7 separate regions of the Mus musculus genome follow, and regions 2, 3, 4, 5, 6 and 7 are each linked to region 1. The links are chromatin contacts, called in public HiChIP or PLAC-seq, Micro-C and promoter capture Hi-C maps. All regions are on one chromosome and are shown on one strand. Each heading gives the region's core, a stretch centred on a gene start, on an enhancer-like site or on the middle of the called end of the contact. The rest is flanking DNA. Distances are from core to core; before and after follow the strand shown. Region 1 holds the start of Dis3l2 (DIS3 like 3'-5' exoribonuclease 2). Region 2 holds the start of Eif4e2 (eukaryotic translation initiation factor 4E member 2). Region 3 holds the start of Prss56 (protease, serine 56). Region 4 holds the start of Akp3 (alkaline phosphatase 3, intestine, not Mn requiring). Region 5 overlaps Dis3l2 (DIS3 like 3'-5' exoribonuclease 2). Region 6 overlaps Dis3l2 (DIS3 like 3'-5' exoribonuclease 2). Region 7 overlaps Gm32700 (a long non-coding RNA gene).

Evidence for each region. Promoter capture Hi-C pulls out the DNA fragments that hold promoters and counts their contacts. Hi-C and Micro-C count contacts between places; a contact is called where the count stands out from the background. HiChIP or PLAC-seq counts read pairs in DNA pulled down with a chosen protein or histone mark.
Region 2: a contact with region 1 is called in an H3K27ac HiChIP or PLAC-seq map of cardiomyocytes, with 4 times the contacts expected there. The contact joins the promoter of Eif4e2 here to the promoter of Dis3l2 in region 1. A contact is called at or near these places in 10 of 39 promoter capture datasets (the 3T3-L1 cell line, the C10 cell line, cranial neural crest and 6 more), 4 of 484 Hi-C or Micro-C datasets (embryonic stem cells, liver and natural killer cells), 7 of 115 datasets of contacts at active chromatin or transcription factors (bone marrow-derived macrophages, cardiomyocytes, embryonic stem cells and 4 more) and 3 of 9 other capture datasets (adipose tissue, liver and macrophages).
Region 3: a contact with region 1 is called in an H3K27ac HiChIP or PLAC-seq map of the NIH/3T3 cell line, with 8 times the contacts expected there. The contact joins the promoter of Prss56 here to the promoter of Dis3l2 in region 1. A contact is called at or near these places in 3 of 39 promoter capture datasets (the SN4741 cell line, embryonic stem cells and neural stem cells), 3 of 15 datasets of contacts at CTCF or cohesin (the NIH/3T3 cell line and stem cell-derived epiblast-like cells), 9 of 484 Hi-C or Micro-C datasets (cerebral cortex, cortical neurons and embryonic stem cells), 29 of 115 datasets of contacts at active chromatin or transcription factors (the 230-238 cell line, the NIH/3T3 cell line, T-cell acute lymphoblastic leukemia and 17 more) and 3 of 9 other capture datasets (adipose tissue, embryonic stem cells and liver).
Region 4: a contact with region 1 is called in an H3K27ac HiChIP or PLAC-seq map of embryonic stem cells, with 3 times the contacts expected there. The contact joins the promoter of Akp3 here to the promoter of Dis3l2 in region 1. A contact is called at or near these places in 5 of 39 promoter capture datasets (the C10 cell line, cranial neural crest, embryonic stem cells and 1 more), 1 of 484 Hi-C or Micro-C datasets (bone marrow-derived macrophages) and 7 of 115 datasets of contacts at active chromatin or transcription factors (bone marrow-derived macrophages, embryonic stem cells, large pre-B cells and 1 more).
Region 5: a contact with region 1 is called in a promoter capture Hi-C map of neural stem cells. The contact joins the enhancer-like site here to the promoter of Dis3l2 in region 1. A contact is called at or near these places in 11 of 39 promoter capture datasets (the 3T3-L1 cell line, 3T3-L1-derived adipocytes, the HPC-7 cell line and 6 more), 8 of 15 datasets of contacts at CTCF or cohesin (CD8 T cells, the G1E-ER4 cell line, the NIH/3T3 cell line and 2 more), 50 of 484 Hi-C or Micro-C datasets (2-cell-like embryonic stem cells, CD4 T cells, the G1E-ER4 cell line and 16 more), 51 of 115 datasets of contacts at active chromatin or transcription factors (the 230-238 cell line, CD8 T cells, DN3 thymocytes and 36 more) and 6 of 9 other capture datasets (adipose tissue, embryonic stem cells, embryonic tail and 3 more).
Region 6: a contact with region 1 is called in an H3K4me3 HiChIP or PLAC-seq map of forebrain, with 6 times the contacts expected there. The contact joins the enhancer-like site here to the promoter of Dis3l2 in region 1. A contact is called at or near these places in 1 of 39 promoter capture datasets (neural stem cells), 1 of 15 datasets of contacts at CTCF or cohesin (the NIH/3T3 cell line), 23 of 115 datasets of contacts at active chromatin or transcription factors (the 230-238 cell line, the NIH/3T3 cell line, the SCID.adh cell line and 14 more) and 2 of 9 other capture datasets (liver and macrophages).
Region 7: a Micro-C map of the G1E-ER4 cell line shows a contact between it and region 1. The contact joins the enhancer-like site here to the promoter of Dis3l2 in region 1. A contact is called at or near these places in 6 of 484 Hi-C or Micro-C datasets (the G1E-ER4 cell line, embryonic stem cells and epidermal suprabasal cells) and 3 of 115 datasets of contacts at active chromatin or transcription factors (the SCID.adh cell line, memory CD8 T cells and pro-B cells).

The regions. Positions count from the first base shown.
Region 1 is chr1:86,701,217-86,705,581 of GRCm38.p6, reverse strand. It overlaps Dis3l2 (DIS3 like 3'-5' exoribonuclease 2), which reads right to left and starts at 1,778. Exons shown (of 21, transcript NM_153530.2): 1 at 1,711-1,778.
Region 2 is chr1:87,211,665-87,216,029 of GRCm38.p6, reverse strand. It overlaps Eif4e2 (eukaryotic translation initiation factor 4E member 2), which reads right to left and starts at 2,116. Exons shown (of 7, transcript NM_001039170.1): 1 at 2,011-2,116. The coding sequence starts at 2,030. It overlaps Chrng (cholinergic receptor, nicotinic, gamma polypeptide), which reads right to left. Exons shown (of 12, transcript NM_009604.3): 12 at 4,195-4,365.
Region 3 is chr1:87,180,783-87,185,147 of GRCm38.p6, reverse strand. It overlaps Prss56 (protease, serine 56), which reads right to left and starts at 1,834. Exons shown (of 13, transcript NM_027084.2): 1 at 1,550-1,834; 2 at 886-993; 3 at 492-545; 4 at 206-395. The coding sequence starts at 1,655.
Region 4 is chr1:87,123,200-87,127,564 of GRCm38.p6, reverse strand. It overlaps Akp3 (alkaline phosphatase 3, intestine, not Mn requiring), which reads right to left and starts at 2,611. Exons shown (of 11, transcript NM_007432.3): 1 at 2,491-2,611; 2 at 2,291-2,407; 3 at 2,058-2,173; 4 at 1,764-1,938; 5 at 1,513-1,685; 6 at 1,121-1,255; 7 at 967-1,039; 8 at 703-837; 9 at 438-629; 10 at 122-235; 11 at 1-35. The coding sequence starts at 2,557.
Region 5 is chr1:87,039,498-87,043,862 of GRCm38.p6, reverse strand. The region is part of intron 14 of Dis3l2 (DIS3 like 3'-5' exoribonuclease 2); the gene reads right to left. Among named protein-coding and RNA genes, the nearest start is that of Gm28375, 26 kb to the left of the region's middle. Within about 2 kb of position 2,577, at least 14 of the 459 cell types and tissues checked have an H3K27ac peak or open chromatin away from gene starts, as enhancers often do. A contact at or near this core is called in hepatocytes, muscle stem cells, neural progenitor cells and 1 more, where this site is marked.
Region 6 is chr1:87,008,916-87,013,280 of GRCm38.p6, reverse strand. All of the region lies in intron 13 of Dis3l2 (DIS3 like 3'-5' exoribonuclease 2), which reads right to left. Among named protein-coding and RNA genes, the nearest start is that of Gm28375, 56 kb to the left of the region's middle. Within about 2 kb of position 2,445, at least 33 of the 459 cell types and tissues checked have an H3K27ac peak or open chromatin away from gene starts, as enhancers often do. A contact at or near this core is called in forebrain, where this site is marked.
Region 7 is chr1:86,432,238-86,436,602 of GRCm38.p6, reverse strand. The region is part of intron 1 of Gm32700 (a long non-coding RNA gene); the gene reads left to right. Among named protein-coding and RNA genes, the nearest start is that of Gm32700, 7.1 kb to the left of the region's middle. Within about 2 kb of position 2,387, at least 443 of the 459 cell types and tissues checked have an H3K27ac peak or open chromatin away from gene starts, as enhancers often do. A contact at or near this core is called in the G1E-ER4 cell line, the SCID.adh cell line, epidermal suprabasal cells and 2 more, where this site is marked.

The sequences.
Region 1 (4,365 bases), core at 529-3,028:
GGTCCTCTCCAGCCACTCTGCCAGCACAGGGTCTCTGCCCTGCTATCTTCAGTGAGACTGGAGCACTTCCTTTCCCACGCATCCCGAATCTCTCCATTCATATGCTGCATTTGTGACTTCCCTTAACATATCACAACTGCAGCTATATTGTCTGCTAAAGACAGAAGTCACATCTGAATTCATTCTTAACTCCACAGCCAAGCACAGCACCTGCTGAAGGACTGCTAAGGTCTTCCTACAGCTTAAGTCAAGCAGAGCATCAAAGACGGATAAGCTACACACACACACACACACACACACACACACACACACACACACACAGGGTTGGGGGGTCATACCATAGATAAAACATAGTAATTGGTTGCTGAGTAACCATTGTTTTTGCTGTCTCCTGACACAGCGCCTGCTACACATTAAACACTCAAAAATAAAGAATATCAGTCAAAGAGCAAAATTTCCACAAGACTCTTAAGTCTCACGTATTAAACAGTAACTCTGCTTAAACTGTTGTGTTTTACATAAAAATAAGACTGACTGCAGAAGCAAAAGATCTAGACGGGGTAAGAACATGGTGTGTTCTTAAAGAAATGGATCAGGATCAGAGTGACTTTAATTTTTTAAATAAGAACTAAACCACGTGAAAACGTTTCCCAAGCCCTAAAGAATATTATTTACAAAATTATTTCATTCGCTCAGTTCCCTCCAATACATAGTGTATCTATCCTTTAGAGGCAAATCAACTATGTTCCTAAAAGTCCCACCCCCTAACCTACTACACAGCACTGAATACCTACCACATAGATTGTATTTAATCATATGTCATCTTCTTGTTTTCCCAATGGTGGAATGTGTACAACCTCGTATGTCTTCTAAAACTTATTTCAAGTGCATTAACACTACAGGTGCTTAGTACTGAAACTAAATGATACCATTTTCAATGATGAATCTCAAAAGGCTCCTGAATTTTATTCCTAAATAATTCTGCAAATTGTTCACAGCTATGTTTTCACGCCATCATTCTATTAAGAACAGCAATGTCTAAGGTCTTTTTGGTGTCACTTGTCCAAACTCAAAAGAGGTTTTCGGTGCCACTGTTATCTTTTGAAGTGTAAATCAGAGATATATTTACACCTGGCCCTATTTAACGGAGTAAATTTTACTTGCAATCTTTCCCAAGATTAGTCAGGTCCCAGGACGTCCCTTCTGTATAAAACTGGACACCACAACAGCTAAAATACAATATACTGTCCACAGCTCATTCCTAACTGCAAAGCTAACTCCCGGGGAAATAAATGCTCGGTTCAAAGCGTATAGACACCTGATAAAGTCTATATCACTTTGGAAAGCTCGGGTGATCAGCAAGCGCTGCCGCTCATCACTCCGGAGGCACCACAAGCCTATCAGCCTCCATCAGGACCCACGAGAGAACACGTCCCCAGGTGCCCCAAGCCTCGGAAAGTCGCGGCTTCCCAGACACCGACTCCAGTCCCCTCTCCCTCCTCTCGCACTGAACTGAAATATAAAAAGTTAGGGCCCACGGGGCGTGAGGAGCCTGAGGCCGGGTCGGGGCCGGCGGAAGGCGACCAGAGGCGCCGCGGTCGGGCGCCCCGTGAGGCTAGGACGCACGGTCCCGGCCGCGAAACGCGGCGCGGAGGGAAGGCCAGGCCGGACGGCCGGGGCGTGCGCAGGGGGAGGGGGCAGGAGCCTCACCGTCGCTCCCGGGAGGCCGGCGGCGCCGCAGACCCGCAGTTGCTAGGGAGAATGCGCTTCCGGGTCACGAGCGAGCGTTCCGAGAGCGACGGTGGCCGGGTTGAGCCAAGAGCGAAGCGCGGGGCTAGTGGGCGGTGGAGGCGGTGGTCGCTGCAGGACCACGGGATTGAATGAGGGGCGGTACGAGGCTCATCCCGCGTGGGCGGCTCCCGCCTTAGCGACAGCAGCCTTTCTGACTGGGGTCCCTCTCGCGCTATCTGGATCCTAAACCCACCACCCAGCCGTTGTCACGTTGCAGGTTCCACCTGACTTTTGGATGCTCTCAGCACCAACGCCACCACCTTCCTAGTTACCAAGTCTTTATTCATCCAAGCATTGGCCCATCACTCCTTCACTGGACACCTGTACAGGACTAGGTGCATTGTTGGCACGCGCAGGCTGGTAACCAGAGAGGTGACAGTGTCCAGCTAGCTCAGATGAGCGAAGGAAGCTATAAAGCCTGTGCGAGAAAGGCTAGCCTAGGCAAAAGAAGAGAAGAGCAAAGAAACCTCAACCAAGTGGAGGGGGAGAGAAAGTGGGTCAAGCCATGGAATACCTGCAATGTGGTGTTAAGGCTGCAGGAAGGCAGCATGGCCTGATAGGCAAATGGATCAAAAATTGAAAACATGAGGACTCTGAACCACAGAGAAGGAAACCCAAAGAGCGTCCTGGGAAGTATGAAAAGGAAACAAACAAACAAAAAAAGTTAGTGAGGAGCTGGTCACAGCTGCCAACTGTTGTGGAGATCATGTGTTCAGTGATGCCAGTAGAATAATCAAAATTCAATACTACAATGTCAAAGTAGGGAGTGGAGTGCACTTCATTGGACTGTGAGTCTTTTCATGATTGGTTTAACCAGCTGTCTACGTGTGAAGGAGGCAGCTTCGTTTTTCTCCATGTAGCGTCAAGAAAAGAAGATATGGGAAACTTCTGGATTTCTTCCTGCTTTAAGAAGCCCCACCTTGGTATAACTTCCATGCTTGCTTAAGGAATGAGCCTGCGGATTCTTATTTTATTTTATTTTTTCTCGCTCCTCCTCAGATCCTTTCAGAACCCTTAGACAAACTTGCGTGTAAGCAAACCTTGCCTGTTCTAACTGCAGAGAATAAATGGCAGAGGTTTGGGGATTCTGTGACTAGTAAGCAGGATAGTGGAAACAGGGATGGGGAAATCCAGTAGAGACAAAGAACAAAGGATTGGAAAAACAAACAAACAAACAAATGGGGTATGGGTGGGGGGCAGAAATGGGAGGTGAGCTAAGAAAACCAAAAATAAACTCAAGAATAGAATGGCAAGGACAAAGGAAGGAGAGTCAAGATCATTAGTGTCTAAGACCACATTTTGACTGAACATCTGGTGTGAAGGCTGAGTGCATGTACTACCATGACTCCTAAGTCTAGTGAGCCTGTCTTCCTCATGTGAGCTGAAGGAAGTCCACAGCACACTTTGTAGTGGATGGGGGCTAAGAGCCTTGCTCCACATGCCTTTCTGGTCCATGTATAATCCTCCTAGAACAAGGGTGCCCTTAAGCTCTTCCAAAGGATTTAGAAATAATGATTTCCTGTGAAAAACTGTGAGTCTTTTCACAATTGGTTTAACCAGCTGTCTATGAAAGTAAACCAAGTAAACGGTTTTAAATGTGTGGCTGAAGAATACAGGAACGATATAGTCAAGAGAGCTATCTTAATCTATTCTCACTGCAGAAACGAAATACCAGAGACTGAGTGGTCTGTGAGCAGAGGCTGGGAAAGCCAAAATTAAGTCACAGACCCTTGTCAGTGTCTGATGTGAGCCACTTCCTGACTGATCATCAGGAATCTGCTCGCCATATTCCCGAAAGACAGAAAATACAAATACGGACTCTAGAATCTATTACAAGGAGACTGTTCCATTCATGGAGACTAGATGCCCATGACTTAATCATCAATCAATAACTCTGCCTCCCGATACTGTCTCTTTAGGTGTTGGGGAGGTGGGGAAGGACAGACATTCATTTTATAGCAAAGGCCTAGATATAATACAGCAAACCAGGACCAGTAAGTAGTGATGGTTTGATAAAAGTAAGCCATATCACTTGTTTTGTGAATAAAAGGTATAAAGCCACCTCATGATCTAGAGAAGAGAAGGCCCAAACGCATGAGTCGGTGAATTCTGTCTAGCATATACCTTAGAGTGTATTCTGAAGAAGGGTCAGGTGATTCATTAGGCCCCATTTGGTTGGGTTTCTGTTGGATGTCAGTGGTGTCATAAGAAACGGGAAGGCCTAATTAGCTCTACCCTTCAACATGGTAAGCCTAATCTATGTTTGGTTTCTGGGTGATTGACAGTCCATTAATGATGCAAAGTGCTTTGAGAAATGTCTCCAAATACCCAGCATATGAACAGAACCACAACTCCCATGCCCTGCTGGGATATGAAAAGAGCCTCCAGCCTCCAGAAGCACACCAGTTTGATTTTAGGAGGCCTTGTGTCTACACCTTGGTCTTGTCTGCTGTAACAACCATAAGCTGGGAACCTTAAACAACAGAAATGTACACAATTCCTGAAGTTGTGAACTCTAAGGTTAAAGTGTTGGCAGATTGTCTGGTCGGGACCGACTTCCTATTTCCTGCCTTG
Region 2 (4,365 bases), core at 867-3,366, 510 kb before region 1:
TAGTGGGAAATAGAGAGGAATATAATACATGCAATAGGGACTTGGGGGACAGCTAGAAGAAAAAAAGCGAGCTAGAGAGGGACCACAGCGAGTCCAGTGGGGGCAGGGAAGAAGGAGAACAAAGTAATGGCCTGAGTATGAAGGTGTCCTAATAGAACCTGCTACTTTCTATGCTAACCTAAAAAGTTAGGAAACAAATCCACAGGGATGCCTCTGGGTGGCTGCAGTGGCTAGACTAAGAATGACCACCATAGGCTCATATATTTGAATGCTTAGTCACCAGGGAGCAGAACTGCTAGGAAGGATTAGGAGGTGTGTGGCCTTGTTAGTTAAATAAATAAGTAAAAAAGAAAAAGAAAAAACTTGTCATAAGAGTTGCCCGGCCGGGCAGTGGTGACACACACCTTTAATCCCAGCACTCGGGAGGCAGAGGCAGGCGGATTTCTCTGAGTTCAAGGCCAGCCTGGTCTACAGAGTGAGTTCCAGGACAGCCAGGGCTACACAGAGAAACCCTGTCTCAGACCCCACCCCCACCCCCCAAAAACAACAACAACAAAAAAACAGTTGCCTGGTCATGGCATCTCTTCAACAGCAACAGAACAGTGACGACGACAGTGGCCAACATAACCATCCTTATTCAAGACAGGCAACCTAAAAACTATCTTCTTAGGATGCAGTTTGATTTGTTCCAATAGGAGAAGAAGGGAGGAAGGGCTGCAGGTATGAAGCTAGGTATTGCAGGGCCTATGACAGGAGACCAATGGATCTCTATCCTGCTGGACTCTGCTAATAAGCAAGGTGGAGAAGACATCAGGTCTTTTCTCAAGAAGCAGAGCTCACTCAGCCACCATGAAAACCTAAGGAAGAGCTGGCTGTACAACTGGAATCCCCATCCCAGTACTTCCTGAGTCTGCACCTCTGAACTCACTGTATTGAAAACCTGCAGCTTCACCACCTATCAGTGAGTCCACTTTCCCTTCACAGCTCATGCTCAGCATTTTACACAGTACCTCTAAGTATTGCAGAGCGTGATGTGGTCCTTCCGGTCCTAACCACTACAGAGGTGAGATCGATGGCTCAGACTGGAGGACTTTTGTACTGTCAAACAGCTGGTGGGCTTAAAACTAAAAATGTAGGCCTTTGAATGATAAACCAGATTTGATCACTACAAACCATAGAGAGGAGGGAGCACTGCAATCTACCCAGGGATACAATTCTTGTGAAACACTAACTTAAGTGGGGCTAGATGAAAACGAAAATTACTTTTAAATGCTAAAAGATTTAATCGTTAGGAGGGGAATGTTCTCACCCCCCCATCCCCCACCCCAACACATATTTCTTCTCTGTACTTCCCAACTGTTCGCTGCGGGAATTGGAGATGAATGCAGGGGTGGGCAGCCACTAAGAGTTGAAAGACAGGGACGGGGTGGGGGATGAAGGGAGGGTGGTGGTCGGGGAGGAAGCAGGAAGAATCTCAGATGAAAAGCATTCCGTACTCGAGAGGCCACAGTACTCAGCGCGGCTGCCCCATTACCTCATCGCAGCTGCCCAACTCTACGACACGGGCTCTGTTACCGTCCCCGCTTGCAGAAGACAAAATCGAGGCTCGGAAGGGAGAGGTGACCTTCCCAGGACGCCGAGCGAGTGCGGGAGGGAAGCCGCGTTCAGAGAGAAGGCAGCAAGGCTGCGGAAACACCCGAAGCGCTGAGGTCCCGCCCCTCCACGCCGCCGGCAGCCCGCACCCACCAGGGCGGGGCGTCCGAAAATCTCCTTCCGGGCGGCGCGGCCTCCCCTCCCCCGGCCCGTGCCGCGCCGGGGTCCAGCGGCTCAGGGGTCCCGGCGACCTCGGCCGCGCTCTCCCGGCCCCGTCGGGCCCGCGGGCGCAGGAAGGCTCGGGCTGCGGCGGCCCGGGAGCGAGCGGCTCGGCTGAGGGCGCGCCCGGCCCCGGCGGGAGCGGTCCCGGGGGACGGTTGGGGGAAGGGGCCCCGGGGTCGGCCACGCGCCACTCACGCGTCGAACTTGTTGTTCATCCTCTTGCCGCCGCTGTCGCCACTGCCTCACGGAGTGACTTCCGCTCTACCGGGTCCCATCGCTAAGGGCCCGGCTACTTCCGGTTGGCTGGCGAGGCGCTCAGCGGAACGTCAGTGCTCAGGCCTTGGGCGGGGCCTCTTTCCCGGACGGGTGGCCCGGGACGACAGCGCTTGTTCCGACCGGGGCTGTCTTGGTGTGGCTGCTTGCACTGAGCATTGTCTACGCAGGCTGCCGGCCATCCACTTTAACCTCCCCGTGGATTCCAGGGGGAAAATGTCAGGCATAGTAACCTTTAGTAAATGGTATTCTCTGGCAGTTGATCCTTTGCTCTTGGTGTTTGGAGAGGACGAGAGAGCACTACAAACAAACTTGCAATTCTGGCTCTTGGGAAATGGCAGCAGGAAGATCCAGACCTGCCTAACCAACATAGTGAGTTCGAGGACAGCCTGGGATACATTAAGACCTTCCCTATATATTGGGTGAAGTGGGGGGTGGGGGGAGTCGAACCAGGGTGACAAACTTACTGAGGACCGAGATGGTCTCACTCATCATTGCCTCCTCAACTGAAGTCATTGTCCCCACACTCCTAAGGACTGTCCAAAACCACATCACATACACAGGAATAAATTCCCTAGTTGGTGATGTAACTCCAGAGCTATGAGGCACGCATTTTCCTGACCCATCTGCTGAACATATTACATTGTTAGATGTTTATTTTTAATCACCAGAGAGGAGGGGTAGAAATTGATGTTCGTGCCTGTATTTACAGGTGAGGAAAGTGTCCCAGGACTGGCCCGTGGTTGTCCCCTGGTCACTCAGCAAGGTCACGCTTTTTCTCCTCAGGAAGACCTCAGGGGATCATCCTATTGCCTGGCATGTAAGGGAGGCTGAGGAAGCTCTCCTGTCACACCCAGCCCAGTGGCTTTGGGCCTAGCCTTGCAAGTACTCTGGCTTTTGAGAAGAGAGAGGACGAAAGGAATTTGCAGGGCTAGGAGTCTTTCTTACAGTGTCTGAGATTGGATCAGAGATGGAAATTTGAACCCTATAAAGGAGTGTTCTAGAGAGTTCCTCTTACTCTGGACCCCAGCTTGCTCATGTGAAATGTGGGTCAGGTGAACAGGGCCTTTTTTTTTTTTTTCCGAGACACGGTTTCTCTGTGTAGCCCTGGCTGTCCTGGAACTCACTCTGTAGACCAGGCTGGCCTCGAACTCAGAAATTCACCTGCCTCTGCCTCCCAAGTGCTGGGATTAAAGGCGTGTGCCACCACTGCCTGGCTTTGTTTGTTTTTTATTTTATTTTATTTTATTTTATTTTGAACAGTGCCTCTTGACTATCCATACTGTGAAGAATTTCTAACAATGGGGGGGGGGGAGATAGTAAAACTCAAGAAATCCTTTGTGATCAGTGGGGGTGGGAGGAAGTATTACATTAGACGAATGGGACGTACTGCTGAAGGTACACATTTGTGCTGTGGCATCTAGAAGAACCTTGCTAGTTAAAATGGGTTACACTTTTAAAAATTCTAGACCTCATAAAAGCCAAGACTCTGTACTTAGATCCCACACCCCTATCTCCATAAAAAAAAGGCTTTTTTTTTTCTATCTTGTGTATATGGGTGTTCTGTCTGTGCATATGTCTGCACTATATGCATGGGCGTTTTGCAAAGCCAGAGGAGGGTGTTGGATCGCCTGCAACTGGAGTAACAGATGCTACATGGGTGCTGGAAACCAACCCAGATCCCCGGGAAAGTAGCCAGTGTTCCTAACCACTGAACTATCTCCACCCTCACCCCCATCCTTTTTTGAGACAGGATCTCACCATGTACACTGACCTCAAACAGATGGATTTGTCTCTGCCTCCCTAGTGCTAGGACTAAAGGCCCCACCACGTCCAGTTCATGTTCTCTGCAGTTAAGAGAGTTCCCCACATCCCTTACGAACCTTCTAGAGAAAGTTCACATAGGGAAGATGTTGGAGCTGGGAAAACAGCTCAGTGGTTAAGAACACTTGCTGCTTTTATAGAGGACATGAGCAACCCACTGTCTGGTTGCTCATGACCACCTATAACTCCAACTCTAGGGTTCTGACATCCTCTGCCAACTTCCAACAGGCATGCTCACTCATGTGCACATAACCCACTCCCAATATATACATACACACATATGTACGTACATACATACATATAGTTAGAAATAATAGAAATAAATCTTACAAAATGGCAGGAGGAAATTTTCTCAGGCCTCAAAGGGTAAAACCTTGCCCAGTCAATGACATCAGGAAAGGCAGAGCTCTTAGGGCTTCAAAGTGACCTATCAGAACTGCTCAAAGTCATGTG
Region 3 (4,365 bases), core at 585-3,084, 480 kb before region 1:
CAGTGTGATGTTCTCCTACCCTGGGATCCCTCACCCCCACCCCCACCCCCACCCGCAACCGGCATTTTAAGGCCCGAGGTTGGGAGCTAGCTTCCGCTAGGGGGCAGCAGAGACCTGCTCTGCTCTGCTTTGGCCCATGGGTGCTTAGACTCCCATCGGATTGGGTGGCCCTGCTGAGCAGGTGCCTGGAATCTCGACGACGTACCCGGCGAAGCAATGTGCAGCCGTGAGCACCCAGGATGCTGCTACCAGGACACCCCCGCACAGAGGCAACCCTCCAAGTTGCAGCCTCACTAGCCAAGGCCAGGCCCCCGAGGGAGCCGTGCTGCCACCGACTATGCGGCCGTGAGCCCGGGTCGTGTTGGCAACGCCTTGATGTCTTTCTCCACATTGTACTAGAATGGCAGAAACGGCGTCATGAAGCAAAAGTTTTAGTTATCTTCACGTTGAGGCCCACCTCGCTTTCAGCCCTTGGAGTCTTTTAGTTTCACCTGGCTCCGGTGGGTCCTGGAGGAGGGGGGCTTGAGGTCTAGGGCGTCCAGGTCCTACTGAGAAACAATCCTTTGAGCCTCGCTGCGCCCTCTTGCGGATCTTTCGCTTTATTGGGGGGGGGGGCTGGGCCTCATCTTTCAACCACTCTCCACTTGGCCCGCCTTCTAGCACATGGAACTATTTGAGCAGCCATGAACTGTGACCACCTGAGCCCACACTCTCCCCTCCTCCCTGCTGTGTCTCAAGTTTGGCATACCCCTTCCACTTGGACCTTCAAAAAGAATCTGACCCCAAGGACGATGGAACCTAAAAATAAGGGCTGGACATGGACAAAAGGAGGAGTCCCCTGTACCAATGTGAGTCTGCTGGGTGGGGTAGCACTTCTGGTACAACCTTGGCATTCATGTAGTCTGTGCTGGATCTCCATCAACACGCGCTTTATGGCCCACTGGGCACTCCTCTGGGCAGCCTGCAATGCCTGAGTCCCCTGGGCAGATAAAACTGGGAGGGGGAGGGACATGGGACACAAAGTCACATTCCCTTGGCAGAGAGCCCCACTCAGTCTAAGTCTTCCTGAACCTTGTCTGGGGAGTCCCAGAGAAGCGTGGTGAACTCTTAGACTACCAGGGATGTAGAGATGGGGAGAGAGGTCAGGCCCCAAGGGCCAGCCCTCAGGGCAGATGGTGCTACAATTGGGAAGGAATCTCTGAAAAGCTCCTTTCTTAAAGATTTCAGAGGAAAACCACTGCCCACCGACATCCAGGTAATATGGTTAAGGTATCCATCTTTGGGCCCAAGGCATGCTGCCCCGGGTCTTCTAACACCGTTATCTCTGGAACCCCTTGGCAGTGTTGCTGTCTCTGCTTCCTGGGTGAGGCTGTCTACCCTCCCTTCCTATATCCCAGTTCCAGGCTCCTCCTTCCAGCAGAAGGTGGGCAGAAGGACCACAGGCCCTCCTAAGTGTGAGAGATAAGCTCATTTCCCTTGTCCTCCCTTGACCTCACTTTCCCTATGCCCCTCCCACCTCCCGTGGTTCCCTCGGACCAGCCCGGCTCACCTTGCAGGGCGCCGGGGGACAGGCGCGTGTACAGTGGATGCCCATGGGCAGTTTGGGAGTCTGGGGACAGTAGCAGCAGCAGCAGCAACAACATAGCCAGCGGCATGGTGACCTGGGGCCAAGGCGGGAGACCCTGTCCTCTTTATTCCTGGACTCTACCCTCTCCTGTGATTCTTCCTGCCCACAGACTTTGTGTCCCTCAAACCATCTGATCCCGTTGTCTTACACTAAACTACTCACTTCTAATGGTCCGCACCTCACCTGGCCCTCACCTCCTGGGAGCCCTCAGGGAAACGATGCCCTGGAGCTATATAGAGGACAGAGGGGTGTGTGTGCGTGGGAGGGCAGCCAGGACTGGGGGAGGGAATGAGGTAGTGGGCTGGACCCTCACCTTTGAAGTCTCATCGTCCCACTCTGCGTCTCCCCACTTCTGTGAAAGCGGCCCTTGTTCCTGCGGTTGCTTCAAAGGGGCTGAGATGGGGCTGGAGAACTGACCGTTGGGCTGGGGGCCAGGCAGAGGGAGACTGGTGGGCAGGGGCTGGGAGGGGGGATCCCCATCTGTTTCTGCCACCCTGGGGAGTCCACTGCTCTGCTGGGACAGGCACTTTTGGAGGGAGGAGAGCTAGGGATAGGGGTGGGTGTCCTGGGCAGTCTCACCCCCTAAGCAAGCCATTGAACTTCCAGCCCCTCTGCCCCTAATTGCTTGGCAGTGTCCCTCCTCCGTGTGGCCCTTTCTAAAGATGATCAAAGCATTCTAATTTGCGCCATAATTGCTGCACTGGGGTAGCGGGGTGGGAAGAGGCAAAAGCAAGCGGGAGATGAAAGGCCCCACTGTGGCCCAGTTTGGGGAGCGCAGGATCCAGCAGGACCCCTGTCCCTGCCCACTCAGTGTGTCCAGCTTTGTTTTCAGTTGCTGTGACCCTGATCTGGCAGGAGGGACTCTTGAGAGAAGGTCATAAACAGGCAACTGTCCTGATATCCAGTCACCACCTGGGGTAGGGCCGAGCCTTTGGGTACAAACAAAACAAAACTACCCTTGGCACCTTGATTTGTGCTGGCAGCAGGGACATGTTGGTTAAGGGTTTAAGTACAGGAATTGGGACACACTGTGGCTAGGGGATGTGTTCTCTTCAAAGGGACTGCTTATCACAGCACGTAGCCTGTCTCCCACCACCAGGAAGGTAGAGAGAACGGTAGGTATAGATTGTTGTGTCAATTCAATGACACTAGGGATTGGAGTTATCTCTGCATATCATAGGTAAATCCTATGTGCTCTCCAAGTTTCTAGCAGAGAGGTATGGCTCCTGTATGCCTGCTGAAGCCTGGCCAGGCCGGAGTGGCCAGCATAGAACTGTCTGTCCTCACTCTGCCTTCTTGGCATGTGTCAGGCTTTGAGTCCAGTCTGATGGCAGGAAGGGAGTAGACCCTTCTCTCACCCACACAGCAAAGGGCAGGGCATGGAAAAGCACACTGTTTCAGATCTGGCTCCTACAAGTTGAGAAGACCCCCACCCCACCCCACCCCATCCTTGTCTCGACTCCTGGGATCCTACAAGTTGTTGGGAGCATGTGGAATCTCTTCCTTTGGCTGGCATCAGAGCAATCTTTCTTTTCCCCCAGGATCAGATTCCTGGGCAATTTTAATTCCCAGGGGTAAGGTGGTCTTTTTGTTTTAAGAGTCTCAATGGAGCCTAATGGAGGGCCGTAGGTCTCCTTCACCCCTCCCAAAGGCAGAGACAAGCCCTTGGGCTCTGTACTTCCACTTTGAAAGGAGGAAGAGAGACGGGGTGTGGCAGGGAACCTTGGGGGTTTCTTCAATATATCTAGAAAGCCTTAGTGGGTTCTCAGGAGGTATCTGTGAGTTCAGGTGAGGAAGAAGGGTTGGGGGTGTGGGAGGGATGGGAGGAGTGAAAGGGGACACAATGCCCCCTCCCCCAGAATCCAATGATGTAGCCTCTTTATAGGTATGCTCTGGATGAGCTCTGTGTGTGTGTGTGTGCAGGGGGGGGGGTGTCCCCCTCCCTCCCTTCCCTCCCTCACTTAGGCCTCCACATAGTCACAGAGGATCCGTTACTCACTGCACCACAGTCTCCTCACTGTGAAGTGTTTCACGCATTTGATCCTGGCTCAGTCATGAGCCATCTACCTTCTACTTAAACTTAAATCAGCAGAGGCAGGATGATTCTGGTGAGTTTGGGGCCAACCTGGTCTACATAGTGAGTTTGGGGCCAACCTGGTCTATACAATGAGTTTCAAGCCAGCCAGGAAATACACAGTGACAAAGAGACAAGTGACATGTCCCTTGATCTCCATGCTCTTTTAGGAGAAGGAGCAGAGAGGAACAGGAGGATGGCTTAAGAAACCCCCAGGCTGTCTTTGAGGACAGCATCTCTGCATCAGCATCAGCCGGCCCAATGGGCACAGGGGTGGCTGTGAGCCGATGTTTGATGCAATGGAATTTGAGAGGAGCCTGACATCAGAGCCTCTGTGGGATGAGAGGCCATTCAGCTGTGACTCAGACAGGCCCGTGAGGCTGACTGTACTCCTGAGTGAGCTTTCGTGAGTCACTTCCTGTTGGAGCCCAAATCATCCCCCCCAAAAGATATGCTGGAGTTTCAACCCCCTTACCTCAGAATGTGACTTGATTTGGGCTATGCAACAGTAAAGAAGTTTGGTTGCTCAGTCCAACGTGACATAGAGACAGAGGCCAGAGGATGCAGGAATTGAAGGGATGCAGACTCCAGAATGACAAGACTTCCAGAAACACAGGGAGGAAGGAGAAAAGTAGGGGACAGGTTCCTGGCAGCAGCCAGGGCT
Region 4 (4,365 bases), core at 1,362-3,861, 420 kb before region 1:
CGGCACAGCAGCCTGCTGCCGGTACGATGAGCCACCTGGAGGGACAAGATGTTAAGGGAGAGGATCTCTGATCTGAGTCACCTCTACCCGACCTTCAGGCAAGCCACCCCACCGCACTCACTGCTTTCAGCGGCGGTGACGTTGGGTCTTTCCCCTGTACCGACATAGCCTGGGCCGTTGCCATACAGGATGGAGGTGTAGGGCTTGCCGTCCAGAGCATTGAGGGGAGCCAGCCCTGCATGGGGGAAGAGGGACACGTTTTCCTGCCAAGGAATGATGCTTAGACGAGCCCCCGCCTTTTGCCTGGCCAGTGGTTCAGTCGTTGCTAGATCCCCACAAGGCAGGTGCCCATTTCTGTCCATTTTACAGACAGAGAAAACGATGGCTCAGAAGTATTCTGTACGTAATTGACAGCCTGCCACTGTTCCCGAACCTACCGAAGATGGAGGTCCCTCGAAGTGTGTAGCCACCAAAGGAGAAGACATGGGAGTGGTCAGCAGTGACTATGGTCAGAGTGTCGCGTTCACTAGTGAGCTGGCTGGCCCTCTCGATGGCTAAGTCGAACATCACAGCCTCAGTCAGCGCCAGATAAGCTGTGCCCAGATGGTGACCACGGTCGATTCGGCCCCCTGCAGGAAGCCAGTGAGCTTGAGCCTGTCCCTGTCCATTGTCCCCTCTTTCCATGGGAGCTTGGAGACTCACCCTCCACAAAGAGATAAAAGCCTTTGGGGTTCCTGCTTAGCACTTTCACGGCCGCCTCTGTCATATCCTTCAGAGATGGGTCCATCAGGGGATCTCGTTGAATATCAAATTTTGTGTCTACAGGCTCAAAGAGGCCTGAGGTACAAAACCAAAATATATACTGGTGACCACCAAGCTTGGCAGTGGGGTCACGGTACATATATACACAGAGGATCAGTGGTTGCCATGTGAGGTGTACCAGTGCAGGAAGTGTGGGGCCATTACCCATGAGGTATGTCACTGACGGATCCTGGGCCTTCTGAATGAGTTGTTCACGATTCCAAACATACTGGGATCCCTAGAGGGACATAAGCAACTGGTAAGGTCCAAAGCCCTTCCCTGGTCTCCACTGTATCACTAATATTCTGCAGTCGGTCACCTGGTGCTTTGACAGCCATTCCTGCACCAGATTCCTGCCATCCAATCTGGTTCCAGTCTCATTAGCATCATTTGGATACTCGGGGTCTGGGGTTCCAGCAGGAAACATGTATTTTCGGCCCCCACCAAGGATCACCTGTGGTCAGAGAGGATGAAGGAAGGTGAACTTTAGGTTGTCTTCTGCCTCCTTTTCCTGCCAGTCCCTAGCTCCTCACCAGGTATGTGGGAACTGAACTACCCGGCCCTCAAAGACCCCAGAAGATCCAGGGAGTTCAGTCTACAAGGTTGCCTGGGACCACCCCTTCCCCCCTTTCCCCCCTTCCTCCCCCTCCCTCCCCCTCCTTCTCCTCCTCTCCCTCCCCTTTCCCCTCTCCCTTACACTTTATTCCTTACATTAATGTCCATGTTGGAGATGAGTTGTGTAGCAATGTCCTTGCAACCTTCCCGCAGCGCAGAGGCAGGCATGTCAGCATCCCCATACCAATTGCGGTTCACTGTGTGAACATATGTGCCCGAGGGAGAGGCGTGCTGCACTCTGGTGGTGGTCACCACACCTACGGATTTTCCTGAAGACGGCAAAGGTCAGGGTGAGACATCCAGTCCCCTAGGCTTGCCCCCCATAGCTGAGCCTGGCTCCAACTCACCTGCTTTCTTGGCACGGTACATCACTGAGAAGACCTCATTGCCAAATGTGGTGTTGCACTGGTCGAATCTCGCGGCTGCGCTCACGCCGATGGTCTTGTAGTTGGTCTTGACCCCACACAGGTAGGCGGTGGCCGTGCTTGCACTGTCTGGAACCTGTCTGTCCACACTGTATGTCTGGGGACAGAGACACCCCCAACTGGGCTCAAAGCAGACATTTATTTCTTCACCCGAGCCTCTCTGCCTCCCTTGCCCTGGATCCCCATCAGTCATTTCAGATGTGGCTAAGAACTCACCTTGGACAGAGCCATATATGGGAAGCGGTCCATGGCTAGGGGTGTCTCAGGTCCTAGATGACCTTCCAACTGTCCCTTTAGGATCCTGGTGGCTGTCACTGTTGGTACCCCCATCCCTGAAGGAGCAGAACCTCGTCAGGACTGAACCCTGAGGCCTGTCCGTACCCACCAGTGGCCCTGGGTACTTGGAGTACAAGGGCCCCAGGGTGGCCAGGCCTCGCTCACACACTCACCGTCACCCAGGAAGATGATGAGGTTCTTAGCTGATGTCTGAATGGGCTGCAGCTTCTTGGCAGCATCCAGGGCCTCGGCTGCCTTCTTGTTCCAGAAGGCCGGGTTCTCCTCCTCCACTGGCCAAGGGAATAGCAGAGGAAGGGTCAGCATGAAGGGCCATGGGTGGGAATGGGGTGTTCATTGGAAGGAGCCTCATTACCTGGAATGACACTAAGGGACAGCTGTAGCCTGAGGCCCAGCAGCAGCAGCACCCAGGTGCCCTGCATGGCTGGGGCTGGTGGCGGGACAGCAGCAGACAAAGACACGAGACACCAGGGATCAACTAAAGCACAGAGTGCCTGGACTTAAATAGGGGGAGACTTTGTTCCTAACTGCACAACACCACGCCCCTCCCATGGATCAAAGTGGCCATCCTGGCCCCACCCCATCCCTGTGAACTGAACTGAACTCCTGCTTGTTAGAGAAAAATGGCAGGGTGTGTCTAACCCAGCCTGGGCTGGGGGTCCTGACGAGTAAGCTCTGTGTGAGCACTCGGTGTCCTCCCCGGGTAGGGAGGGGGGTTATGCAGTTTGCAGCACCCACTTCTTGCTCACAATGTCCTGTACATCACTCTTGCTCCTGAGAGCTGTGGGGGCCAATAGGCTCATTCTGGGCGCTGGAGGTAGGCCTGGAAGAACACAGCTTAGATGAGGGGCCTTTGTTTGGCTTGCTGATACCTGGAGCCAAAAGACAAAGGAAACAAGGCACACTGAATGTCCTGCTGTCTACTTGGCCCCCCATTAAGCTTGACCTGGGCAAGTACTTGGGATGCTTTCTCTTCGCTGTCTGTTTAAGATGGGGTTGCAGGCAGAGCTCTATCTTCTATGTTGAGACAAACATCGCACAGCAGCCTCCAACAAGAGCAACCATGTGCTGTGGCTTGAATATGGATGGAGCCTGTCCCTGAAGTGCACAAGTTGCAGGCTTGGTCCCTAGTGTGATGATGATGTTGGGAGGTGATGGAAGGGAGAGGTGACTAGGTCCTTTGAGGCTGTTTTCTTAGAAGGGGTTATGGTGTTTTTCATGAGATCCTACTTAGTCCCTACTAGAGGGGGTTATGATGACTGATCAAGACGGGCCTCTCCTTCATTTTTGGCTCCCTTAGGAGCGTTCTCTCTGTCTCCTCATGATGCTATTCACCATGTGATGTAGTGAAGAGGATCCTTAGGAGATTCAAGCACATATAAGAGCCAGGGCATTGGACTTCCAAACCCACTTAAAGAAACCTTCGTTTTAAATATAGCCCTCACCATCCTTTGCCATTGAAAATGAAATTATACCCTGAGTGTCCTAGGGTGGATAAATGGATCAACAAACAAGAAATGGGTGGTGGCGCACGCCTTAATCCCAGTACTTGGGAGGCAGAGACAGGCGGATTTCTGAGTTCGAGGCCAGCCTGGTCTACAAAGTGAGTTCCAGGACAGCCGGGGCTATACAGAGAAACCCTATCTCAAAAAACAAAAACAAATAAACAAGAAATGGTTCATATAAGTAACTGAATATCATTAGCCTGAAAACAGAAGGGAATCTGCCAAGTGTAATTATGAACTCAGGAGTTGGAGGCAGGAGGATTGGGCCAAGATAGCCATGGCCACACTGTGAGTTAAAAGCCAATACGACAAGCACTTCTCATCCCAACACTCAGGAGAAAGAGGCAGGAGGATCTCTATGGGTTTGAGACCACCCTTGTCTATGTATTAAGTTCCAGGTCAGATAGGGCCACATAGCGAGATCTTGCCTCAAAAATAAATAAATAAATAAATAAATAAGATTTTAAAAGCCATCATGAGATAAGAGAGTGGAGGGAGGATCAGTAGCAGAATGCTTGCCTAGCATACATAAGGACCCTGGGTTCAAGATCCAGAACTATGAGCAAAAACATCAGGACCACCACCACCAAAACAGCCTCAAACCAAACTCAGACAAACCAAAGTCAAAGCCAAGGGGATCCTGACCCACACTGCAGTGGGGATGAGCCATGAGGAGCTTGTGCTAAGTGCAACCAGCCCATCACAAAGGCACAAGCCCCGCCTCC
Region 5 (4,365 bases), core at 1,328-3,827, 340 kb before region 1:
TCATCTCCATGCTCAGATTTCCTAGAGTCAACCTGTCAATAATGACTTTCTCTTTTGGTCTGAATGTGTATGTGGTCTCCTGTCTCATTTCTCACTAAATGGGGATGCTCTCAGGTCATGCCTGGTCCAGAGATGATACACAGTAATGATCTCTGGTAAGAAGACCTGCTGGGCTTCCTCTGGGGCTCACTTGTAAGAAGAGCTATCATTCTATTTTCCTTCACTTCAGTGTAATTAGAATTACTATAAGTAACTAAGTACATGGGGATAAAGCTCTAAATAGGAAGATGAAAATATGTCAAGGCCCTAGTGAGAAGAGGTGGGGACTGATGGAAGATGGAGGAAGTGTGTCAAGGGTAGGAAGCCAGGCACAGCAGGAGACAGAGTCAACCAGCCCTGAAGTTAGTTACCTGTATTTCAATCCTGGGCAGGCAGGTTCTCCCCTGACCCTTGGGGCTCCCTTGGTGAATAAGTGGATTGAACATGAAGTCTTTCAGGTGTGTACATCCTGATACTACTATAGTCAGCATGTCCTGTGTGGAAAAAGCTTGCTCCCTGGGAAGGCAAAAGCCATTAGAGACCTTGTTCAGCTTCGAGGAGACACCCCAAGCTGCATGTTGAGCCTTAGTCTTCTTCTCCCACTGAGGCAGCTCTGAGAGTCTGCCAGTGTCTGAGGAAACCTGGGATAAATCCCTCTACTGGAGGCTGAGTAGTGTTGCTTGGTCAGATCTGTCATCTAGACAAGTTCTTAGAAGGAAAATCAGACATATAGGAGAATGTTCCTTCTCCAGACTGGACCTGCTGTGAAGACGCTTGCCTCTGCTCTGTCTAGGTGCCTATTTGCAGAGCTTTCTCTACAAGGGGCTCATGAAGCCCACTAGGTGGGGTCTGGACACACCTGGCTCCTGTCATGGGGACCTGTGCACACCCGATCCTGTCATTGGGGCCTGGGCAAGCCTAGCTCCAGTCATGGGGGCCTCTGCACACTTGGCTTCTGTCATGGACTCACTAGACTCAGCTCAAGAAGAAAAGCCTTTGTGTTACCCACTAGTTTGTAGGCAGAGCTTTTTAGGCTGACACCCTTATCTCAGTCCCCAATCCCTTCTTGTGCTTATCAGTACTGACAATCACCATCACTGACCACCAAGCCTCTGAGACAGTTTGAATGCTGGTTCTACCACACTCTTGTTGTGGAACCCCTGGTGAATCTCCTGTTCTTCCTTCCCAAAGTAAGACAATGCTAATGTCTGATCACAGGGCTGGTGCAAAGGCAGAGGGAACATGTGTTCTGGGCCAGATACCAAGCAGGAATATCAACTGTCCAAGACACAGTGGTGCTTTCCTTTCTTCACATACACCACACAAATGACTAACACATCTGATAATCCTTCACCTTGTCACAACCTCCACAGTGCTGGGATGCTGTCTGTCCCTGCTCAGACTGTTAAATAAATGCTCTGACACTGCTATGGGAAGTCAGGACTGTTTCCAGACCTGTTCTCTTTGTGCAGTCTCAGAATCCTGTTGACCAGAGTACACAGTCTCTTGTAATCCCAAGGCTGAACTAGGACTGCAGTTTGTAAATGAAGCCGGCAGGTGGCAGTAGGGCCCCACAGCAGGACTGTGAGGATAAGGCTGTTAGGCAGGCAGGAGCAGGGTGGGCTAATGGCTCAGGACAGGGACCCTTCTCCATGCTCCAAGCTATAAGTCAGAGACTTTGATGGGATGATCCAGAGTCCTGGTCCACAGGAACTCTTCTGCTTTGTTCCACATGAGTTCATGGTGGGAGAAGAGAGATGGGGTGAAGGAGGGGCCACTATGGGAAACAGGCATGAGAAGACTCCAGGCAAGCAGCTTCTCCAGTGACCATGACCTGACAATTTATCCTCCATGGACATCTGCACAGCCCTGTAAGCTGCCCAAGACCTTGAGAAAAGAAGAGCATGTCTAACTCTGATCACAATCTGGCATGACTCTGGTTGCATAGGCTGGCCTTGTTCAGGCACCTTGGTGCCTGTGATTCCTATTTCCATTAGTAGCCCTTGTCCATCTGTCCATTCTGCACCCCCTGTCCATCTGCCCTTCGCTTCCTCTCTCCCTCTGAGTTAAGACATCAGCCTAGGAATTCTTCACAACAGTCTGTCAAGAGCAAAGCATTAACTTAAATCCTGTCACCAACCAAGAGGATGCACGGAACAAAGTTCCCACTTCTGGGTGCGGATAAGGCTCGTTAGTGTCCTAGGGTGGTTTGAGGAAATGATCTTAAAATCCTCTCATCCTGCAAGTGGAAGGGGAAGGAGCAAGCATGTGCACATCACAAAGGACCCAGCGATACTCTGGCCCAGGAGCTCCCAGACTCCCAGGAGGCCCAGGATCTAGAAGATCTAGAACTGACAGGCTGAGACATGGCCAAACCAGCAGCAGCCAGAGCTCCACTGAACTTAAGATTCCCTGTGGGGCCAATCACCCATGGAGGGGTGCACAGATCTCTCCTCTCACCTGGGGCTAGCCAAGGCCCCTCTTGCTGGCACCTGTCTACCCTTGTGCAGTTCTCACAGTGATCAGCAGGGGGCCACCAGACTCTTCTGTTCCAGTCCTGGGACGTGGCAAAAGCCACTTAGAACCCAAGAACTTTCTGGGAAGAATAGCTCGAGAGTTTACAAATTGTGGCCCAAAGTCCAGGGGTCCCTGGAGTGCCAGTTGCTGTTTCGTTAGCTAAAGCTGCCTTTTGGGCTGAGGGTTCTGTGCAAACCGGTTGGCTGTGGGGTCTCTGGCAAGCGAGCTTATCAATCTGAGCTTTCCTCTCTTGTGGGGAAAGGGGCAAACTTCACATAAAGTTTGCAGCCAAACTCAAATGATGCCTTGTGCTATCCCAGGGCAAATGAACCAGGCTGGAGCACATTAGGGTATGGAACTGGGAAAGTGGCTGAGGGTTGTCTGGGTTGCCATGGCCTAGACTCTCCTTCTGGTCTGGGCACCTGCCTTCAGTCTTAGGGCACCTCCTCCCCAGGCGACAGCATCGCATAGGCATGAGATCACTCAGCCCTGCTGGGGATGGGGAGCTAGCTGAATCCCAGCAACTGCCTGACAACTGCTCTAAATAGGGGCTCAAGAATGGCTGACAGCCAGGATCACCTTCCAGAACAGCAAGCCAAGCCCTCAGAGATGGGGCCTCAGTCCCAGGTCTGGCATCTGCTGAGCATCTGGAGGCCTGAGCCACTGGGGCCCCACAACTCTGGAGGTCTTGGGTAGGACTCTTCTGTGACAGGAGGCTGTCAGCCAGGACATCACGGTGAAAGCTCTGCAGCCCTCTCTCAAGCAGTCCCTACCTGCTGTCTGGGCCTGCAAGGCCTGGGGAAAGAGGGGGAAGGTTTGCTGTTTCTCATCCCAGGGACCAGCTGAGCCAGGGTTTCATGTCCTGGCAAGCCATAATCAACCTATATATAAGTGCACACCAGAGATGCACATTCCATGTCATAAGAAAGGAAGCTTCCGCCCAGAACGGTACTGATACCACTTAAAGGGAAAGGTTCAGATACAAATTTACACTGCTGTCAATTTATTACTATTATAGGCATTCTTTACCTTAGGAAGTGAGTATGCTCAACACAACTTATGCTGCTGGACACTGCACCTACCATCCGAGGACCCAGACTGGGCCATGTTTATTTACTTGTGTCCAAATGTGGTTATTATTTGCTATTTACCTAATTTTTTGAGATTGTGTCTTTCTCTATGTAGGGTCTTTCAGTCTACATAACCTCAGCATCCTGACAGGTCAGACAGTGGTTAGGTGAGAAGCCTCTGAGGAAGGCAGGCATGCCAACCAAGTGAAAATCAGCGACCAAGTTCCTGGCCATAAATAAGTACCACTCAGACTACAGTGTGTCTACCCTAGCCTAGCTAGACCTCCTCTTGTCTGGGCACCTGTCCTGTTATTGCTTTTTTTCTTTCCTTTCCTCTCCTCTTCTCTCCTCTTCTTCTCTTTCTCTTCTTCTCCTTTTCTCTTCTCTTCTCTTCCCTTCCCTTCCCCTCCCCTCCCCTCCCTTCCCCTCCCCTCCTTCCCTTTCCATTTCTTCCTTTCTTCCTTTCTTCCTTTCTTCCTTTCCTTTCCTTTCCTTTCCTTTCCTTTCCTTTCCTTTCCTTTCCTTTCCTTTCCTTTCCTTTCCTTTCCTTTCCTTTCCTTTCCTTTCCTTTTTTCTTTTCTTTCTTCCTCTTTTTAAAGAGCAACAGGGTATGCAAGAGTTGCTCAAATGGTCCAGTTCTAGGATCTGGAGTAGATTTCCAGAAGCATCTCTTGCTTTCCTTCCTGTCATCACTGTTGTCCAGGTCGTCATCTCCTGCTACTGTGTTGCCTTCACACAA
Region 6 (4,365 bases), core at 1,196-3,695, 310 kb before region 1:
TGGGCAGCAGAACATAAAACTTCTGATGGGGCCCTTCACTGTCCAGGCTCCATGATAGGGGTGAACAAGGCATCTGGCCATAGGACTAAGGCTGAGTTAAATAAAGGCTGAAACCCTTGGGACAGGATGGCAAACTTTCCACGGATTTGGGGAAGGTAGGAAGCAAGCTCTTCGGGGGTTGTTGCACCTCTTGGGTTTTACTATAGTGGCAAGGGAGACCAGCAGTGTCTCCTCCCAGGAACCACACGACTAGTTGGCTGAGGAAATAAAGGGCGTCCTTTTGGGTCTCAGATTCTACCATGTTGTGAGCAAAACTAGGGAAAGAATGAATGTCCAAGGCTAAGCAGGAGGCTAGGAGGCCTATAGTTGTTTTCTATGATGAGTAAAAGGCACGTGGCCTTACTTTGGATCCCAGCCCAGTGAAGTCAGTGGATTCAAATGCGTTCATAAGAATAAGCAACAGAAGGTGACAGAATGAAACAGGAAAGGGTGGTCAGTGTGCAGGCCAGGTGTCTCTTGGGTCAATGAGCAAGCCAGTCTTTCACAGCTCAGATGTACAGATGGCCTGCCCAAATGGCCTGCCCTGGAGAATATCATGCCTAGGCAGGTGCTTCTTAAACTCACTGAGTAAGGAAGATGGAAGCTCAGAACTTCTGGTGCTTTTAAAAACTACCAGTCTGGGGCTGGAGAGATGGCTCAGTGGTTAAGAGCACTTCCAAAGGACCTGAGTTCAAATCCCAGCAACCACATGGTGGCTCACAACCATCTGTAATGACATAAGATGCCCTCTTCTGGTGTGTCTGGTGTGCTTACATATAATAAATAAATAAATCTTTAAAAACAAAAACAAAAAACTACCAGTCTGAGCTTAGGCAAAAGTTGAGAAACTCTATGCAAGGTATAGTGAGAAGGCTGAGTTGGTGAGGATGCTTGCTTCTAGTCTGATGACCTGAGTTCAATTCTGGGAATCCTCATGGTGAAAGGAAAAAAACTGACTCCCCCCACAAGCTCCATAACTTTTTGTTGGTACATTTGTGCATATATGTGTGTGTGTGTGTGTGTGTGTGTGTATACATACACACTAACAAAGATAAATAAATATTAAAAATGTCAAGGAATTCCCTGTCTTGTCCACAACAGATGCAAACTGACCTCTCATAGGCACTAGTGCCTCTGCGTGGGCCTGGAAGGGGCTAGCAAGTGAGAGGGATGGTCTGAGCAGGCGATCTTGAAGCCCAACCCAGGCTTCCCTCCCAGGGATGTAAAGACAGAGCCAGTGGTGAAAGGAGCATAGTTTTCTGGCTAGGACTGCTCTAGTTCCGCCCACTTTCTTCTCCTGGAGGCTGGGCTTGTTTCAGTTTGCTAGCAGTTAGGACTCAGGTTCAAGCTCAGGTCAAGGAGCAGTCTGGCAAGCCTCTCAGCTTCCCATGGTTAAAGCTCCCTCAGTTCCTGGGTCTTGCAGGGTATCTGACTGCTCCTTATGTGGAAGGCAGCCAATCCTACACAGGGCCAACATTTTGGGGAATGCCACTTAACAGCATACTTGAAAAAAAAAAAAACTGAAAAGGTCCTCCCACCTGAAGCTTAGGTTTGAAAATTGAAAAATCTTATTAGGAGGGAATCTTCACATTCTTTGAAGTGATCTTTAGTTTTCCTTCGTTAGTCTTCATTGTTTGGTTTGGATTTCCTAAGCATTATTTCTTTTTTTCCATCTCCTCTTTGCTTTCTTTTATAAGACAAAGATGCTGTGGGCTTTGCTTTAACTTGGTTAACAACGATTCTATGGCAATGTATTAAATTTCTTTCTCCTAAGTCCACTGAAGTCTTTTTGGACTTGAAGAGCTTTTTAAGAAAGAACTTGCTCATTCAGCAGGATTTTCCTCCCTGCTCCAAGCTCTGGTTCTGACCTGGAAAAAATAAGAGTAAGAAAGAGCAAGAGAATCCTGCAGTCCTGACGCTCAACTTCACAAACCACAAAAAAGGACCTTGCTCCAGTAACGTAATCATGAAGAGTTCTGGCACCTTGGTCTTTCAAGAAAAATACATCCATCTGCTGGCACAGGGACCCTCTAACTAAATCCTGTTCAGCATGGAGTTCCCGATTCGTTAGTGTTGGAAGTCTACAGCGAGGCTGGCCGCTCCCACTGGATGACGCCTCCCTGCAGTGCGAGTCTGGAAACCCCACAGCTGTGTCTTCACTTAAGGCCGCTTCTCCTGACTCCACTGTGTCCTGTTCCAGAAGCTTGTTCTATTCTTGTTAAAGCTAAAACTGACAAGACAAGGATTCTTCGATGTTGAGGTTTGACTTGCTCCGAAGAAGCCACGTCTGTCTTAGAGCTAAGGTCTGTCCCCAGGGAAGGCTGCTCACTTGGGAGGAACCAGCCAGCAAAACAGTAGTAGTGGTCCTGCCCTCCTGGCTAGTTGCCTCTTCTTCATTCACCACAGTAAGAGCAGTGCAGCAGGGCTCTATTTACACTGTGCCATGTGGCCTTCTGTTTCCATCATGGGGAGACCCATGCAGAGGAGCTCATTTTCTTTCTTAGCTTCTTCTTTAGCAGATTGGCAGTCCCTGGAGTCCCAGAGGCTTCTAGTCAGCTTCCACAAAGTCCCTGGGCTTTGTTTGCCTCTCCCATTCTCCATTAAGGTGAAAACAGTAAATACAAGGTCTGATGAGCAAGCCTGCATATGCCACATGTAGCCAGATGAGGAGGCTGTAGCCTCCTGACCACTCTACTTAAAACAGGCAATTACAGACAACTATTTCCTCTTGCATCTGGGGACTCGTATCAGCCGTTGTTTGGGCACTGATGCTGCCAGAGCTACTCGCACAGACAATGCTGACTGTGAAGGTGGCACGTGGCTCCTCCGAACCCATGGGAAAGATACTGTTCAGGTGTCTTGGCCTCTTCTTCATCTGCCTAGCTACTCTTGACCTTGTGCACTTGCTGTGAACAATAGAGACCCTATCAGACCCCTCCCACTTCAAAGTGGTTGCTATAAAAAAATTAAGTGTGTTGTCTGTTTGTTTAGTCATTTGCTTATAGACAGGGTCTCAGGTAGCCCAGGATAGCCTTAAACTGTCTATAGAGCTGAGGTTGTTCCATCTTGTGCTTCTGATCCTTCTACTTCCACCTCTTGAGTGCTGTGATTACAGATATGAGCCACACTCAGTCTATGTGTCCGAGAAGAGTGAGTCCAGAACTTGGTGCACATTTGCACTTAGTGCACCAATCGAGCTGCCACCACAAGGATGCTCCAACTTTACCCAGGACACACTGAGGCTCCAAAAGAGCTAGTGCTCCCCAGACTCATGGCCTTCCTTAAGTTGTTTTAGTTACCCTCCATTCTCACCAAGTTTACCTTAAGACAGAGCCTATAAACATCTTTTTTCATTGCTACAAGTGTATGCAGTGCCCCTAAAGGCAACCTCACATGAGAAACTGTTCTTAGTACTAGGAACACATCTTTCAACTTTCAGTCAAGTTTGTTATTTTAAAAAAAAATGTGCCTTCTTACCTTCCCCCTCAACTCTCTGAGGTAGGATTGCTTCTGCTGTTGCGATACTGCAGTAGAGAGTCTGGTGCCTACTCTGCACACAGATACTGGGAGCTCACCTTCTGTCTGCCTCCCTTCCCAGTCTCTCACTTCTCCTAATGTATTCACCTTACTTATTTCCTTTGCTGCAAGTCCTCCATTTTCTTTTGGAAACAGAGGAGGGTACACATAAGATAAGTAAAGTTCTTTATAATACAAGGTCAACATATATGGAGTTATGAGAGTTCAAACAGAACCTTCCTAAACAACAGCCATGACGGCAGACACTCAGTTCGTGGAAGAAGGAAGTGGGACACTCTCACACAGTCTTCGGAGCCAGTGATCAGGCTGGCTCTCTTCTTGAAAAAACAGGAGAGAACAGAATGATCTTCCAGGGAATTGGCCTCAGTTTCCAGGGACTTGAGGAGTCAGGAGTTATGTAAACCAAATTGAGAGCCAGCAGATTTGGCTTGCCTGTTCTCTCCCTGAGTCTGGATGGAGGTGGGCTCTGGGACCTTAGATGCCCCACCTATACCATGGAGCCCAGTTCCTCTGTGGCTGTTCTGAGGTTTGTCTCCTGGAGGAATGTGGGATCTTTTTAGCCTATTGAAGAAAAAAGTGTCTATAGCCAGTCCTGATGTATTTGTTGGGAGAGAAGCTCTGCTTCTAGAAAATCAGTATGAACCCCTTGAGGTGTTTTAATGAGGATGCTCTCTCTGCATCCTTATGTAAGGAGATCTTATATAAGATAGAGCAGTTGTCAGAGTTCATGATTTGATGCTAAGCTAATTGTTTTCCTCCCTCCCAGAGGCCAAGTGCCTGCACAATGTA
Region 7 (4,365 bases), core at 1,138-3,637, 270 kb after region 1:
GGGAGTATGCCGGGCCGGACGGGACCGGACTAAGAGGAAGATGAGCTCCCACCCCCACTCCCACCCCCACCCCAGGGTATGTGCAGAAGACCAGAGGGAAGAGTCAGATGAATCAGAAAGAGGACGATGGCCTTAGGAAGCTACAACCACATAAACATGTAGCCAAGGATGGTCTTGAATTTCTGGTCCTTCTGCTTCCATCTCCCAAGGGATGGAAATACTAGCATGTGTCACCACAATGCCTGGTTTTATGCAGTGCGGTAGACTGAACCCAGGGCTAATCCCTACCCTCTTTTATTTTTGCTAAGTCTCTGTTTGCTGGGTTCAAATGATTCTCTATCTTAGCCTCCTGAGATGGGACTACAAATGTATGCTATTACACCTTGCCTAAAACTATTTTTTTTTCCTAGACAAGGTTTCTCTATGTATCCCTAGCCATCCTGGAACTCTCTAGGTAGACCAGGCTGGCCTCAAGCTCAGAGATCCTTCTGCCTCTGCCTCCCGAGTGCTGGGATTAAAGGCATGCGCCACCATTGCCCAGCTCGAATAAAATTCTTTTTTTTTTCCCCGCCTAAAATTCTTAATCGTCTGTCTGAACAAGGAACCTTGGATTTTTTTTTTCTTTTGCATAAATTACATAGTCCTGTTCTCCAGCTCTGGATACTGAGTCAGGGCTGATCTCTGAGAAACTGTCAGGGTGACACTGTTAAGGGTGGGCATGGGCCCAGGTAGGCCTCAAGTTGTGTAACATGGGAGTAACAGTGCCCTTGTGTGTGTGTGAAGCCAGGATCGTGGTGAAGCTCCAACTAGAGGGAAAAAGATAACCCCAGTCTAACTGTTCCAGCCGCAGATCAGTCTGCCCTAGAAAGGCAGCCCAGAGGCCTCTCAGTGAAAGACAGCTACCTCCTGCTCTCAGAACCTCGTGCGTCTATGTCATACAGCAGCTACTGGCTGTTGAAAAGCAGCCAAGATGCCGGGAGTTTACAGAAACCAGTAGGACGGCTCCTGGAGCAGACTGAATAGCAGACAGTCTGGAAGTCAGAGCTAGGCCTATGAGGCTGAGGGTGTGGAGGGTGTAGGGTGTGGGGGTTGGAGGTTGGAGATGGTTGGTCCCTGAAGACAGATGGTGAGGGACCTGGATGAAAAGGCTGCCAGTGGTAGGGAGAAGCCTCGGAGAAGCTTGGATTACTGTGTAACCTAAACCAGAGACAATAGTCACGGCACGCTGAATATAGAGCCCCTGGCACCGACGGGCTTTGTCCGGCTTTAACGCCCATATTTGGGTCATTGCTTTATTTTTGCATGCCTGTTTTTCTGCTCCTGACATACTCACTTCCTCTCCAGACTCGAACCATATTCTTTCTCCTCTGACTGATGCTATCTGCCTCAGTTTACCGCGTACTTGGTACACCTGTAGTTCACCCGCAGTGGCCCAAACTGGGTTTATTTCGTACATGGTGAATCTTTTCTGGACCATCGTTTTATTTTCCCATGAAGGTTTCCAAGCTCTGTTAGCCCATCTGCTCACCAAGACGCCTCACTCAGGCACTGCCCAGTAGCCGAATACCAGAAACTGACAAGGGGTTCTGATTCTGGCAGCTTGAAAAGGGTAGAAATTGCCTTCTGGGAATGTCAATGCTGGGCACCTACTGAGCACCACCGATACTGGGTCCTGGCCAAGGTGGACGTGTGGACTGGGATGCCACAAACAGAAGCCTCTTTCTTCCAGGCTTTACGCAGGAGAGCGTTTAAAAACAGGACAAAGCCAGGCGGCCCAGGGGCCTCCCGGGCAGCGGGAGAAAAGCAGGGTGCAGGGAGCCAAGGCGGGGCGCTCCACGGGGGCGCAGACCCGCCCCGCCCGGCCTCGCAGCCTGAAAGGGCCTCTGTGTCGCGGCCACCGCCCGCCCGAGTCCCAGAGAGCGCTTCCTCAGCTGCGCCAGACCCCGGAGGCTCCGCCGCCCCTCTAGGGACAGACACAAATAGTTCCCAGCGCAGCTGTCCGGCCAGTTGCCTGGGGAACTAAACTCAATGGACTGACGTCACCCGGCCGTCGCGTAGCAACTGGAACAGACTCTGGAACGCCCCGGCGTTGAGGTCACGGTCGTCAAGGAGACGGCGGGGCGGGGCCTGGGCGGGGCTGCTGGGCCTCTGGTGGCCTGGCTCCAAGTTGGGAGCCTCCGAGTTTTGCGGGGTTGGGGGGCGGGGGTGGGGTGGGGGGAGCGGTGCCCCCTGGCCTGCCGCAGCCAGACAGCCTTGCCCTCGGCTGGCCCGGCCGGAGAAAGCTCTTTGTAGCCCGATGCGCCCAGCACTCAGATATTTTTCTGGCAGACAGAGCCTTTGTTGTCCTCACCCCATCTTACTGCCCAGTTTCTGTTCCAGCCTCGTTTCCTCACCAGGCCCCAGCCCGGGCTCCAGTTCTACTAAGGGGAGGCAGCACAGTGTTTTTCTTCTCCCTCCTCCCTGGTCACCCAGGAAATGCGGGCAATTGGCCACCAGCCTCGGGAGAAGAGACACAGGGCCCTGCTCCCTGCAATTTATCAAAGTCTTGTTTTTTCCTTCACCCCTGAGCCTGACTTAAAGCGTTTGTGCAAGTGACACCCACCTCCACAGCAGCTAAGCCAGGTTAGGCAAGTGGAGGAACAGGACTTTGTACTTATAATGCCGCCCCCCCCCCCCCCCCCCGTGTCTCTTCCACATCATGGCGGAATACAAAACCCTGAAACCAGGTGTGACAGACCCAGAACCTCTTGGCACCAGCCTTCCAGTTACTCTCCCAGGCTGGGGCACTCCTGTTTCTAGTTAGTCTTGTTCAAGTCCGGTTGAATTCATGTGTGGAGAGATATTTTTCCTCACCTATAGCTGCAGTTTGAAAGTATTAATACTAGAAGTTGGTAGACAACCTGTTTCCTCATTGGTTGACATATAAAATTCAGATGTAAAGTAATATTTTTTTTTAGTTCATGGAGTTGGGCAGAGCGATGAAGAAGATCCAAACGTCCTGTCTCCAAAGCACACTATCGAAGGAAAGCTGTGGGAGGGACTCACAAGCTTATGTGGTGTGGCTGGCATGCTCTAGGGTCCATGCGTGGGCTGCGCCTGGCCTTGGACCTACATCTGGTCCCATGTATGGCCCTGGTCCTGCTTGTGAGAAAGCTGATTTTTTTTTTGGGGGGGGGGGGCGTGTGTTTCAAGACAGAGTTTCGGTGTGTAGCCCTGGCTATCCTGGAACTCACTTTGTAGACCAGGCTGTCCTTGAACTCAGAAATCCGTCTGCCTCTGCCTCCCAAGTGCTGGGATTAAAGCTGTGTGCCACCACTGCCGGGCTAGGGAAAGGTGATTTTTGTCTGCTGAGGATCATTTCATGAGGAGGTGTGAAGGGTAAGATGCCACCTGTCTGCAGTGGGGGACATAGACATGAATACATATACACCTTGTAGCTGCTTGCAGGAAAAGCAGAATACGGTGGGAAGGGAGAGATCTAACCCATGAGAAGGGTGGTAACACCAGATGTTCCCATTATCCTTTCCTAGATCAATACAACTCACCAGTCCTGTTTTTGCCCAAAGTACATCATATGACACCAAGGTCACATCTACTGAAGGATCCTGATAAATACACAGCACAGGAAATCCCAAGAAGGAAGAAAGTTGACTTTGTGGGTTTGTTTTGTTTTGTGTGTTCTCTTGAGATAAAAGTTCCCGAGAGCCGAGGTTGGTCTGGAATTTGCTACGTAGAACAAGCTGGTCTTGAATTCTGGTGTCTCCTGCTCAGCTGCCCAAGTCCCAGAGTTCACCACTGCTAAATAGTGATTCAGTTTGTTTTCTGTTCTTCCAAGGGAAATCTGTAGAGACTAGACACCTGTTCTAGGTGCAGTTCTAGACTCTGGGGAGTCCACATCCATGGAGCCTGCTTGCTTCACTGTGATGTGAGGGCTAAGTTTGAGGACAAGCCTATTAGCTCAGGCTCCTTTTCTTAACAAAGCGAGACAAACGTAAGGCTGGAGGTGGTGGTGTCGCACACCCTTGATTCCAACTCACAGAAGGCACAGTCAGGCAGATCTCTGTGAGTTCAAGGCCAGCCTGGTGTACATAGCAGTTTCTGGTCAGCCAGGGCTGTGTAGTGAGACGTCACTCAACAGATAAATGACAGTGAGACTCCCATTGCCTGGTTGAATCCCAGTTACATATCCAAAGTCCCAACTCTAAATACCTTTATTTTTGGAGATTAAGTTTCTGGTAAATTGTAATTTTAGTGTGTTGGATTTTTGATGTTTTGGTTTTGTGTGTGCCTATGTTTCTTAAAATTAAAATTTTAAATTACTAGCCAGGCAGTGGTGGCACACGCCTTTAATCCCAGCACTTGGGA